Linked DNA regions of Danio rerio: region 1 is linked to region 2. Evidence: chromatin contacts called from public Hi-C data. All regions are on one chromosome and are shown on one strand. Each heading gives the region's core, a stretch centred on a gene start, on an enhancer-like site or on the middle of the called end of the contact. The rest is flanking DNA. Distances are from core to core; before and after follow the strand shown.

Region 1 (7,472 bases), core at 2,728-5,227, 35 kb after region 2:
TTGCTTTCGGGAGCTTACTGAATGTAACCCCAAACCATGATTTTTCCTTCACCAAACTTGGGTTCCAGTAGGTATTCTGCGGTATTTGTGATGATTGGGATGCAGTTCAACAGATGATTCATCTGAAAAATCTTCCTTCTGCCAATTTTCCAAATGATCAACTAGAAGTCAAGTTATTAATTATTTGTTGCTCTTACAACTGGGATTGATGACAAGACTTTTGTCAGGTAGTGTATATCAAACTATGTTTCCATCTAAATATTAGAACTAAACTGAAATATTGCATAAACATTAGTGAATAAAGCACTGTTTCTAGAACAAAATCATCACTTCCTAAAAAATGGTTAGGAGAAGCAACTGTGGGCCATCTTACTTGTATAATAAATTACCTGTGCCTAAGAAGAAAATGACGACAAAATGCATTTTGGAGGCATGAAGACAATTCAAATTCAATTCTTGAAGGTAATAATACCGAACCACTTTGATGGACTTTGTCTAAAACATTTTGGAATGACCAATGACCAAAGGATGTGATCGGTCTGCTGGTTTGTCCATCAATGTTTTATCCCCTAAAACATATTTACCATATGATCTGTTGAAAACAAAATCACATTACCTTTTTTGATGCGCATGATAGACTTTATTCGGTAAATGTGTTTCAACTTTAGTTTATGAACATTTTTTCTTATTGAATAAAAAAAGTTAATCCTATTCAGTTGTGTGCATTGTTTTTTTTTTTTGCAAATTTTTCAAATGTATCTGCCCCCTGGCATTTCCATAAAGCATTTTTTTATGCAACATTCCAAAATGTGTATACAAGTAGGTGGTAGAAAACATATCTATAGATCAACTCACCTGATGGAAGCTTATCAGCAAAAGCTGATCTGGTGTAAAGGCTCAGCTGTTCCCGGATGCTTTGCAGCTCACTGGAAATGGTTTCCAGACTCTTTTCCAACTTCCCACCATTCTCTATCTCTGTCACATCCTGCATGAGATGTCGAGTTTGGATGTTTTTAAAAGCCCCCGATTTCAAGCAGCCCTTCTCCAGCCGATCCAGCTGTGCGGCCTGGTTTACGCTGACTGCCAGTAGCTGCTGCAGGACTGCATCATGCTGCTCGTACCGATCAGCTGAAACCTCTCGCGCACGGTCCAGTGCGTTCTGCAGGCACGACTCTGTTTGAGTCCCGGCCCGTCGAACCGAGCTCTCAACTGCAGATGCGCAAGATCCACCATACTGCGCCACAAACTGTATCATCTCTCCTCTCAGATTCTGCAGCTCCACCTTGATGATATCATCGGCGTACTGCAGGAGCATGTTTTCTTTCATTTGGGAATTTTCCAGCATTGTGAAGAGCTTATCCCATTTGGTAAAGGCTGTATTTTTGCAGGGTTCAGGGGACGGTGTGGGGGTCTCGTCTGAGAGAGAAAAGACAAAAACAGAAAGAGAGAAAAGTATGTTTATATGAGATGTGTTTCAGGTGATACCATGTGTAAAGGGTTCATTACCATAGACTTCAGTATTCAAATTATTTGTCTTAATCTGAATAAGACAATAATATTATCAAGGTTTTTACATGAGTTGCTTTTTGGATGTTCCTTTCTGGATCCCGTTTTACATTTTAAGGCACATAATTCTATTAACGTCATTGCGTCAACATGCTATCCACATTTCCTCCAGAGTTTTGTGTAATTTCGAGTGTTTCATCTTTAATTTGTTGAATATAACTGCAGTTTGGCATTTTCACTTTCATTCAGGAACATTTTATGCATGCCCCCCGTAACAAACGAGATATTGGATGCGAGTATGAACTGCTGGAAGAGTGCTGTTTTTTTATTATTATTATATTTTTGGGGTTTTCACCTTTAATTGATAGGATAGTGAAGTATTGACAGCAAAGCGTGGTGAGCAGAGAGAGGGGAACGATCGGCATTGGACCCTGAGGCGGGAATCAAACTCAGGTCGTCGTGAGCACTGGCGTGCATATGTCGACGCACTACCACTTCGCCATTGGTGCCGATGAAAGAGTGTTGTTTTAATGGAATTTGAAATCGCACGTTGTATGAAAAAAACTCTATATTTCGTGATGCAGGTGTCTGTGGTCCTTCACACACTTGGTAAGTGTATAGAATAGTGTCAAACAGCCGTGTGTATAGACTATCCTGTCACAAAATGCGGTGAAAATCCTACATGACGGCAATAGTTTGATTGCGATGTTTACATGTCTGTACTGAACTTCAATAATGTGACTAAATCAGCATACTCCACGTCTTAATCCGATTTCTGTTTAGTTCGATTATGACCTTAATTGATTTAAATTAATAAAAAATCACTGTTTACATGGTAGAATCTTAATCTGAGTATTGTCAAATCGGATTAAAATCGCATTATTGGTGTCCATGTAAACGTACTCATTTTAAAAACTGCAGGATTCCACACAGATCATTCATGTTATCTCAACACAAATCGATTAAGTTAACTTAACAAATTTAAGTAGATTGAACATAAAACAATTGCGTTGCCCAAAGAAAATCTTAATAATTGAGTTGTTTCAGTTCATTTTATTTAAGTAGTTTGAACAAGCAGGAAACAAACTTTTTTGAGTATATGGTATATCTGCCTAACTTCCATTAAAGAACACATTTAATAAATACGATCAAATATTGCAACAAGTAATTTACTCATCCTCCTCACAGTAAGGTCCAAAAGTGTCAAACATGTAAAAGTGACTTTACTACTATAGAAGTGAGTGTTTGAAATGCAAATAGCTTTGCTGAAAACAATCTAAAATCGATATCTTCACATTTAAAAAATATTTTGTTTAAACGTAGCATTTCCTTATACACTCAAAAGTTATTTTTGCTGTTTGTTCAAACTACTCATTTAAAATGAGCTGAATCAACTCAATTATTGTTTTTTTTGGGACAATTTCATTGTTTTATGTTCTATCCACTTAAATTTGTAAAACCAATTAAGTTCACTTAATCGATTTGTGTTGGGACAACGTGGAGGAATTGTGTACAACCCAGCATTTTTACAGTGTAGGATTAATTTCATTATTGGATTCATTTTTTGTCACTAATAAAGGGATGAGCTGTTTTAATTGCTTTTATTTGACATGGTAAACTTTATGGTCACTTTATTGGTCACTTATGCTTCAATAAAGTCCTAGTTTACTGTTGAATAGTTGATATGGTAGTAGTTAGGTTTAGGTATTTGGTAGGTTTAGGGACGCAGAATAAGATCATGTAGAACATGCAATTTATAGTCACTATACAGCCAATGTGTTAATAACATACATGTTAATTGCCAAAGTTAGTAGTAAGAATGTGTCCCCATACTATAGTGTTAGCAAAATCCTTTATAAAGTAATGCTTTTTTAAATTATCAGCTTTAATTTTTTTCATTTTCCAATTTTCTCTCTTTCTGTGTCACTTCATCGATTTCTGTTCGGCAGAAACTTATTGCATACTCAAAACACAATAGTCAAATACAGTAATCAATCTGTTAATGCACAATCAGAACGCTCATTCTAATTTACATCATATCATGCATCCTGTTAAACTACAAGAAATATTCCAGCATTTAACTCTTAACTTTTAACATAACTCCTTTCTGAAAGGTAGTGGAATTATATATCTCTTTATCTCACCTCTTACTCTGATCACAGTTGAGTATTTCTTTCTGGTTACTCACCTTCCAACTGGTCCTCATCAGGTATTTCATTAAAATAATTGTGTCCAAAGCCCACTTCGATATCATCGTCATAATTGTCAGATACCGCCATGGACAATGAAGCCACCAGACACATGGTCTGGAGGAATGTCCACATGGACTTGCTGGCCATGTGTGAATATGAGCAAGACTCAGCTTTTGTGTATACTTGTCTTTGTCCTCTTGGATGGTCCTCCTTGTTAGATGCTGAGCAATTTGTTGGCTGGACTCCTGCTTGTTTGGTGAACTGCAGCTGAAAGGCAACTGAGCCTGATAGAGCAGCTCTGTGGTCTATTTAAACATTGCGCTGAGAGAGAGAGAGAGAGAGAGAGAGAGAGAGAGTGAGAGAGAGTGGTGGGGGAGAGAGTGAGTTTCTCCAGTGAGAAATTCTTCGTTGGAGGTAGTTTGGGTAGTCATATTGCTGTACAGCTCCTGCAGCACAGGCATAGAGAGAAAGAGAGAGATTTTGGGGGAGGATGTTGGGAAAGATGTAAGGAAACCTGGAAATAGCAATGAATTTTGAAATACTGCTCTGGAAACATTTTGGGAATATCTGTATTAAATGCAAGTTGTTCTCTGGTAAATCCTAAATACCACCCCATTTCTTTTCCACAGTATGGATAAAATCAAAGGGACATGATTATTTAATAGAAATATTACTCAGGACCATAACAGTAATAAAACCCCTTACATCATGTCCTGGTGTGATGCTGAGACACACGATAAATGGTATCTTTTCCTTGATAAAAGGAGTTTTTGTCCTAAACAAAACCCAGGCTCAATGTGGATACGTACCCAGGTCTGAATTTGTGGAGATTGCCAAATGCCTACCAGAGGCACGTCTTTAGTTTTCGCAAATCCACCAGAGGCCACTGTACACACTTTGGTGATCTCAAGTATTTCTTACACGTGTTATTTGTGCAGTCTCTTCTCGCATAAATCCACCAGTGGCATCAATGTGGATTTTAGCAGATCAAACTGACTGACTGACCCACCCACCCCCTTCCCTAAACCCAACCCATAGAGTTTTCAAATCTAGAATCAGCCAGCTATTTATTTATCTTTTTGCTTTTGTTTTACCTGGTTTTTGAAACGGTTCTTCACAACTATGAACCCTGTTATCACTGTCCACTCCGCTCCACATCCAAAGTTCATCAGCATGCGGGATGAGCTACTGGGCAAACTGGTTACACTGGAAAAGCCGTCCATATGAAGGTAAGCGGTCAGCGGTAGCACTAAAAGGAACAGAAGATGTCGGTGGCAACGTACCACCCCATTAACAGAGGAAATGCAGCCAGATGTACCTCTGGGTACATATTTCGTGATCTCCAGAAATGTAGACGCGGTTACGTATCCACAATGAGCCTGTGTTGCCTAAACATCCGTGACAACGACACATACAATTTTAGTTTAATGTGAAAGATTATGGAAGCCCAGACCAACACCCACCTATTACATAGTCAAGTGCCAATAGCAGTTTACCAGCCTGAGCAAACTTTTCTGTAAAGCTCACTTTGACAAGCTGTTCTTACCTACAGTACCAAATTCAAAATACAGTTTGTATTTTCTCAGGAACTTGAGATTGACAAAAAGGTTGCTGTAGCAGCATCTTCAATGTGGTCAATGTTCAAAATAATAAGATCTCGGATACAAGAAACTGAAATAAGCTTCCTTTGCAGGGTGGCAGGGCTCACCCTACTGTTGTCACAATACTGGAATTTTGGTACCAATCAGTTCAGAAATTTTAAAAACTTCCATTTCCCGCTGATTGGCCCATGTGTTCAAGTGCTCAACAGAAATGATTGTTATTGGCTTTGAAGGTCATCAGAGTGCATTTCTTCACCGAGTGCAAATACAGATACAGGGACACTGGATTTTAAAGTTGCGTTGATCCGCTGGCCTGTCTATGTGCTGACATACGAACAATCTGTTGATGTATCAACTGATCTACATGGCTTTTCGGAGGATGAGGAGCTCTGTCACCCAGGAGTTCCCTGCTAACACTGAGCTGTTGTAAATGGATGGATGGATGGATGGATGGATGGATGGATGGATGGATGGATGGATGGATGACATCACATCAGTTAGTTCAGTTTTGCTTGACTAAGCCTCTAGACTCTTATCTTAATCATATTTTTTTAATCTCATTCATTCACATTTTTTAAAGATGCTTCTTACTTCGATCTCAACCCCATTACGGCATCAAGCCCTTAATATGGCAATCATTTATATTTTCAGGCCCAAGTTTTTGAGCAATCTTTTCCTGTGACAGAGAATCTCTGTGTATGTTTGACATATGTGAATGTTTTTCGAATGTAATTAGATTTTCAAAAGGCTGGGGTCTGTTTTGCAGCTAACTAGCAAGTAGCAACCTTGTATTCTAACCTAGAGACCACCGGTGAGTTAAAATTGCTGTAAATGTAAATGGGCATAAAGCCAAGTCCCTTGTCCAGCCTTCCTCATACCCAACTACTTTCTTGTAGTCCAAATGGTGTTCCTATAAACCAAACATGCTTCTGGTTCTAGATTAGGATCTGCTGATTAGGACCCCTGTTCAAAACCCCTAAAAATCTGATTCATTGATACAACTGTTTATGCAAAACTGTTTTGCATTCTGTTATTTTATACATTAAAGTTCACCCAAATGAAAATTCTGCCACCATTTACTCTTCCTACGCTTATTCCAAACCTGTTTCTTTCTTCTGTTAAACACAAAGGAAGATGAAACTGAAGAATATTGAAAAAATAGCCATTGACTTCCAATGTATTTCTTATTTCTACTATGGATGGTTGGAGGAGGAGGGGGGTTTGGGGCTGCTGGAGTTTGCTTCATGGAAATTTGCTGTCGTTTTTTTGTGCAAATGGCAGGCACCACTTTCACAGTCACGCGCATTTCCCCAGAAACAAAGACTCCACACCCAACTGCAAATAATTTGGTGCCCTTTAAAGCTCTGGGGCCAGTACAGGATTGATTTATTTCATATGCAGGACAAAAGTGGAGTTTTATGGAAACAGAAGGCCCCCATGACATGTACCCTTTGTGAGGTCGACATTAATATGTCTGCAACTCAAAATGCATTTTACATCAACAGATAAAATTTTCTGCTTATGTCAGCCAGGTTTGCAACACCATGGGCACACCAACAAGTCCTTAAGCTACATTTACATGACAAGGATGTAGACAAAAATATAAAAGTGTTTCCCTTGCGATTTTAAAAAAGTTTTCATTTACACTACAACAGGGTTTTTCAAAGTCTAAGACAGTGGGCCTCCCTTTTGACACAACTTATCCATTGGCGCCCCCCTCCTCCCAAACACGCACACACACACACACACACACACACACAAAATTCTGGAGGTTTTCCTGCTACCTCATCATGCTTGGTTTCAAGGTGTCGCCGAAGTTTAGCGGGTCTCATGCTGTCATTAGCCAAAATATCTTGACAAACCACACATAAAGGTCGTGGTTCATCAGCTGGTCCTGTCCACGTAAATCCTAAACTCAAATACTGATCATCATATCGTCGTCTTTTGGGTTTAAGCCCTGAACTTGAAGGCTTTGAATCGGGGGGGTCTCAGAAACCGATCCATTGTATTAGCAGGCATATACCTGTCTTGGCGGGCTTGCCAAACAGAAGCGAATTCACAGCTATGGCCTTCTGGGTAAAAAAGGTTTTCTTATTTTTGACGTATTTTTTTTTTAGCTTTGTTTAATTAAAACGCTTAATTATAATAAAAATACATATAATAATTAAACTTA
Region 2 (7,060 bases), core at 799-3,298:
GCCGTCAACCGTTATGCATGCTGCATATTTTTGTTCTGTTATTTATGTACAGTACTTTGATCTATCCACTCAATAACCTTTACACACACACACACACACACACACACACACACACACACACACACACCTCATCTCTGTTCTTTCTTTTTCTCTCTTCCATTTGTATGTGACTCCATGTCATTTGTGCGCCTCTTTGCATAATTTCCCATTCATTAAAATTGGCACATTTAGGATCTAAGCCTAAAATGTGCTGTTATAAAACATTATTTGTGTGGTATTCGGAAACCTCACATACACACTCTAGTCTTGGGACAACAGAGGCTTATTTTTATGTTCTGTAAAAAAGGGCATAATAGGTAAATCTTTGATTACAGGGATAATTCACCCAGAAATGAAAGTAATGACCTATCCTTTGCTCTCCCTCATGTGGTTTTAAACTGACCCAGCCGGGACTCAAATCAGCGCCCTTTTTGCTGTGAAGTAACCGTGCTAACCACTGAGCCACCATGTCGTCCCTAAAACTATATATCAAATGTAATATCATGTAAAACCTGATTAATGATAATAAAGCAGCCTCATATTTCTTTTGATGGAAAGAATATCAGTCTTTTTTGAATTATATATTTTTATTTTGCCTTTTCAAGAGTTAACAGTACAGAACAACACCGAAACTAAGCAACATTCACACAGTATGTAAAAACAAATCAATAAAATAATAATAAATAATTAAAAAGGGAGGAGATACGGTTTAAAACAATAGGGAAAAATGTCAAACTAAATCATGAGGTAGTGTTTTGCAAGAATTATCTATCTGATGACATGTACACATCTCCTGCTCTAGGGGGCAGCAGAACATTTCACATAACCTACTTTCTGTGGCAGACTTCAGTTTGATCTTTTCAGAGGTTTACCGCTGCCTTTCAAAGCTCATGTAGTGTCTATTATTATCTTTATTAAATAAAATAAGCAGCCAGCTTACCCATATACAGTCATTTTCTGAATCTATTAACGTCTTAATTGGCTGATCTTGACATTCGCCATTTAGAATCTACATGTTGTTTTATATTTTTACCTTATTTGAATGAAATGTCTCTGTATTTTAGTCTGTATGACAGATTTACCTCGTAAACAGTGGATAAATTACAGTAAAAGTTTCTCTTTTTTTTCAGAATTACAACAGGCCACCAGTGATGGCTTTAGCGGTTCCTGTAGCTGTGCGGTTCTTGCAGCAAGGCAACCAAGAGCTGAGCAGAAACATGTCCAGCTACTTGTCACTGGCTGCCATTGCTAAAGCAGAACTCTTGGCTCAACACACAGAGGCGATCACATGCAGCGTTCTGGCAGGTAAGGGTTCACATTACTCTTTAATATACAAGAGTTAATACTGTTTTTACACTACTATGAGGGTAAGGTTAGATGTTAATAAAGTAAAATTTAATGTGTAATTTAAACAATATAGAAACATTTTGGATTTTTATTTTAAATGATTTAAGTTTTTCCATTATTGTGAGGGTAGGTTTAGGATTATGGTGAGAGTAAACGGTAATACAATACAGTTGAATGTGTACTTTAATAAACAAAATGCGTACTATATTTTTGGACACAAGGTAACGTAAGCTGTTGAAACAAACTAAAATAACATACAGCAAATTTTTAAAATAGTATTGAAATAAAAAAAAATATTTATAATTTTTTTTACCATCAACACCCACAGGTTAACACAAGCCTTTATCATAATTTCCTAAACAGCCACTACTGCAACAAGCGAAACCTGTATGAATCCAAACCTGTATGACTTTGTTTAGCAAAATAAATAAATTCATTATAATCAGAACAAACTGAAGTTGTGTAAATAATGAATTTTAATTTGTGTTGTCTTGGGTGCCTCAATTCTGGACAGACAATTTTGTTTTGGTACCTAATTGTTAAGGTTAGGGCTACGCTTGTTAGATAAAAATTTTGTTCTAGTACCGACAACAGATGTTGATCCAGAAACACGTCCTACTTGGCAAAGTCACTGTGACCGTGTGCTGTGTTTGATTACACGATAGAATAGTAGAGTGAGTCATGAAAGGTATAAAATCCTCATATTTCCCATGATTCAGTGCTTTCCAGGCCCTGCACCTCATTGACTTTTCGCAATTAGAGAAGCACTCCCTTTGTTTTTACAAGAATATTCACACACACATGCAGACCAGTGACTGTTTAGTTTCCACAGCATTAGTGTGCCACCCACAGCATCAGTGTAGTGTAAATGACATGCGGTCATCCTGGCCCACAGAGTGCGGTTCTGGTTTTTGCTCCCAAAACCACACAGTTAAATGGGTCATTTGAGACATCCACAATGAAGCAAACTTTATTACATCCATTGTTCTTTAAATTGCTTGAAGTACTTGATATTTAGTTATTTTTGAGTGAAAGATTTTCTTTTTGTTTTATGAGTTGGTCTGAGTGAATGGTAAATTTAACATGGTGTGTGTGTGCCAAAACACACTATGCCCTCAGCAGTTCAAACTCTCACACAGATTGTTGCCCATTGAAGATTAAGATCTAATTGGTGTTGTGTCTACTTGTTCAGATGCCAGAAACATATATGTCTTTAGGGATAGTGGTCCTATTATGTATAGTTTGGGTCAGTCAAAGAACAGCAATGTTGTAAATGGCTTCATATAGTGGCTGAATATTTGTTGATTGCACATTTATAATAAGCAGTGTTTGGTAAGTTACTTTAAAAAAGTAATCGATTACAATTACTGACTACTACTGGAAACGTGTCATCTGTTTACATTATTAATTACTTCATGTAAAAAGTAACTAGTTTACTAATTATTTACATTGAAGTTACTTTTAAAACATATAAAATATACCTATAAAATACAAATAAACTGCAGCTCTTAAACTGCAGGGCGGGGGTGTATTATTGTGGATGAAAGTGAAGTGCAGGATGGCGGGGCGTTGGATGGCGGAGTGGTGTCACGGGCGAAAGTAAAGAGTGTTGAGGAGTCATGGAGGAAAGCGAAAGTGAACAGCTGATGGAGAAGGAAGGCGGTTGAGGAGGGGGATCGGAATAATTAGGTGCCAGATTAGATTTAAGAGGTGTCAGATCTGCCGTGTTCGGGCACCAATTAAGCCCTGGCTGTAATCATTGACATCCATAGTATGCAAAAGCACTGCACTGTTTGGGTGTTCTGTGTTTGTCTGAGGTATTTAGTCTACCAAAATGTGTATATTCCATACAAAGCATGAAGTTGATCTTTCAGTTCTTGTCATGTGACTAACAGTTTTCAATTGGCGCGCCTGGAAAATGCATGCCTCCATTGGAAATAACGAACGTGCACGCACAAATGATGCAATATGTGAAGGCCCCCACAAGCAGCTACGCTTTAGAGGTCTGCATTCCCCCCGCTGTACTGCGGGAGCCGCGGGACCCGACGAGATTTATAAATTTACGAATAAAGCGCAAGAGTGGTCGGGAACTGGTGTATTTTTGGACGGGAGCGGGCAGTCTAACAATATTACTCCTGACTCCTGAGCGAGCACGCGTATATATGTGTGTGAATGAGACAGCGTGATGCTGCGTTTAGCTTGTTTGTTGCTGTCTGTTTGTGTATGCGTGTGTGTGCGCGCGAATGAGAGAGAGAGCTTTGTGCTATGTGTGTGTTTATGCGTATGTGTGTGAATGAGAGAGCGTGATGTTGCTGTCTGTGTGTGTCACTTGCTTGGCATGCTTGGTGCTGTGTGTGTGTGTGTGTGTGTGTGTGTGTTTATACAAACAGCGTGTTATAGGCTGTCTGGACTCTGTATAGCTGGGTGGTTTTCGCATTTGTTCTCCCCCCGCACATTAGCGGGAACGGGCGCGACGGGTAGAAAACGGAGTGGGTCGGGCAGCGGGACAACGAATGCTGAACATAAGCGGTAGCGGTCGGGTTCAGATTAAAACCTGGCAGCGGGACCTGGATTCAAAATTTAGTCCTGCGCAGATCTCTACTATGCTTTTCTTCACATTACATTTACTTCACATACCTTCACTCCTGATCTTGCATAAAAATTCAACTTAGCTTGTTTAGGCTGAGTTGAACCGCCATGTTTTAGGGCGCCGGTGTCCTCCGCATTTCTGTGGAACATGTTACATCCTACTCTGATAATAAGGGCTTTATTTTGCAAACAAAAAACTGTCTAGATGTAATTTATCTCATTTATTACATGACTACTTGCCACAAAACACAACGGTTTGACAGAAAAAATAATTGTAGTAAAATCAATAGAGTTGTAAAATCTATTAATACCTTAATTAAAGGCAAAGCTGACAGAAACAAAAATGGTTGAATGGAGCATACACTAACCTACATATTGTTGAGTAAGAGGATAGTTCCAAACAGTCCAGATGATTTAAAGCACCCGGATGAGCCTGTGTTATTCAGTGGTTGTTATATCAGAAAAACATGGCTTGGAATGTCGCGACTGACCAATCAGAATCGGTTTTTGGCACAAACGTGTAATAATTAGATATAATGAACTCCTAGTCATGGTCAAGAGACCAGTTATTAGATTTTTTTAACATTGACATGACATGCCATGACGCATTATCTTGTTGGAAGTAGCCATGACAAGATTGGTACACTTTGCTCCTGAAAGGGGTGGACAGGGTCAGTAACGAAATGCAGTTAGGCAGCGTGAAATTAATTTTAAATGGTTCTCAAGGCATCATCATTGCTAGTATTTCTGGGCCCAATGCACAGGTTTTCAGGCTCCCTTGGTCAAAATCAAAACAGGTAGTAAAATGTTCCAGCCCTCCAAGCTTCATTGTGGGCCCCTAAAACCTCTGGGACCCATGCATTTAGCTCCACAAGTCTCCAACCAAGCAAGCCAGTGGCGACAGTGGCGAGGAACAAACTTCACCATTTGACGAAAATGAAGGAAAAAAACCAGCCTCAGTTGGCCACGACCATTTCTCCTCTGACCAAGCTTCCTTAGCAGAGCTGCAGTCTAGGTGCCTGAGGCTGAAGAACTTCAGGTGTGAGTAGGTGATCAGGCTGGCCCACATGGCTGTAGAGTCTAAAATAAATACCTTCATATTTTGTAATAGTCTCAGTTTTTTCATATCCTATTGCTGAATAACTAAAATTCTTGGAGAGCTACAAGTGAAGACACTTTTGAGGGGTTTATGTTTCCTCTTGTACTCTTTAAGTATTTTAGTTGTTCACTTGATGTATTATAAACATAGTTGACTACGTGTATAAATCTGATATGGTTGTCACCGTGTACTGCCAAATAAATCCCCTTGTAGAGTGAAGAGATTGACAGGTAAAAAGCTAAACATTATGAATATCGACTGGCTCCTTTACCGCCATGTTTGGATGCACTCTTCAAGCACATTATGTAAACAGTTTACCACAGTTATCTCATACATAAATTTTTTTCAGCCTGTAAAGCATTATCTATCCACTGGATATCCATTCAGTCATGCCACATTGGTTTATGTATTCTTCTTTCAACATCTACTTCTAAATTCAACAATCTTTCTCTTGCCAACACAGAAAAAAACATTGCCTCAGCTGAAGAAGCACCCTCTTGGGCTTTAATTTGTATTATTCAACTGTTGACGGGGGTTCCAGATCTAAATGAAGTGTATTGTCTTAAAACTGGGCTTGCTGCTTGACCATCATGTTCGTCCAAGAACTGGTTACATAACTCTCAATTGTGAAACTGTCATGACAGCTTCCACTCAACATTTGCCCAGGTTTTTCAGCCTGAGGTACAATCAACAATTGGCTGACCACTATAGTTAAACAGCTTGTATTGAAGTGTTTAGGTTTCTTTATACCCCATGCATCGTGTATACTCTCGAGCATCCATTGATTGTGTTTTGGACCACTGCGGCAGTTTGGATGGCTGAGTAAGAACAGAAAACTGATATACAAGTCAGCAGAACCCCTGGATTGAATCCAGCCTGCACTAGAGATGTAAAACAGAGGACTAACAGAGTTGATATTTGCTCAAATCTACATGAAACAGTCCAGGACAGAAGGACAACACCAGGGATTCAACTTTGAAGGATTTACTGGCCTACATTGCCATCTGTGTATGATTCACTATGGTACTTGGTGTAACTTACAGTAATGGTAAGTTATGGATCTTCGTTTCCAGTATAAGCATAATAGGTTTTGTGGTTTTTGCATATGTCATGCATTATAGCGCTACAACTACAGAGCCCCAGCTAACAGGATTATTAGATCTTAATAGCTCACCCTCGTTTTTCCTCAAGCCTCCTGTTGGGGTCTGTCTCCTAATCAGTCTCCTTTCCTCTTCTCTCATTAACACCACCCTTGTCCTACTTCCCTCGGGTTCACAAAGGGGCAATAACGTGCGACCTCTGTACAGTGCATGAAGCAGGAAATGGGGTGAGGTAATGGGTTTCAGGCTAGATTTTGTGGAGGATCATTGAGCTGAACAGTACAACGGAATGAGTGAAGCTATGATTCATATACGACTCATTCATTGGTGCCGCAGTTAAACTGTTCATTTTCATGGTGTGTTTAATGCAACACGGGGTCATTCTGAAAAAGTATAATATATATTGCTGGAGATTGCAAATTTTGTAGCCAGAAGTACGTATGGCTGCATTTTGTCTTTAAAACGAATGCTACGGGGCGGTATGACAAGGCTCCTTTTTGCGCTCACCAGCTGACCGCTTACCTCTATGTGGATTGCTTTCCCGCTTTAACCAATTCGTCCAGTAGCCTGCCATGTACGACGGCAGACTTGATGCAGAAAGGAGCTGACCATGACAGCGGGGTTTGAGTCTGGCGGAAAACGGTTCCAGAAAGCAGGTTAGACAAAAACAGAAGCCCAAAATGTAAATAAACAAGTGAATAACAAGGTGAGAATGTGGTAAAACCTGATAACGTGGTAAAAATCAGACAAGATTGCTTTTTAAAACTGTTGATTGGGTTTAGGGAAGTGGGTGGGCGGGTCAGTCTGTGCTTTTGAAAACACTATTGATTGGGTTTAGGGAAGGAGGAGGGGGTGGGTCAGTCGATCAGTCAGTCATTCAGTCAGT

Evidence for each region. Hi-C and Micro-C count contacts between places; a contact is called where the count stands out from the background.
Region 1: a contact with region 2 is called in a Hi-C map of embryo, with 1.7 times the contacts expected there. The contact joins the promoter of ptx3a here to the enhancer-like site in region 2. A contact is called at or near these places in 2 of 18 Hi-C or Micro-C datasets (embryo and an unstated tissue).

The regions. Positions count from the first base shown.
Region 1 is chr18:44,306,004-44,313,475 of GRCz12tu, forward strand. It overlaps ptx3a (pentraxin 3, long a), which reads right to left and starts at 3,978. Exons shown (of 3, transcript XM_021473342.3): 1 at 3,695-3,978; 2 at 856-1,416. The coding sequence starts at 3,845. All of the region lies in intron 4 of veph1 (ventricular zone expressed PH domain-containing 1), which reads left to right.
Region 2 is chr18:44,272,498-44,279,557 of GRCz12tu, forward strand. veph1 (ventricular zone expressed PH domain-containing 1) reads left to right here. Exons shown (of 14, transcript NM_212831.1): 4 at 1,170-1,344. Among named protein-coding and RNA genes, the nearest start is that of ptx3a, 34 kb to the right of the region's middle. Within about 2 kb of position 2,049, at least 5 of the 62 cell types and tissues checked have an H3K27ac peak or open chromatin away from gene starts, as enhancers often do.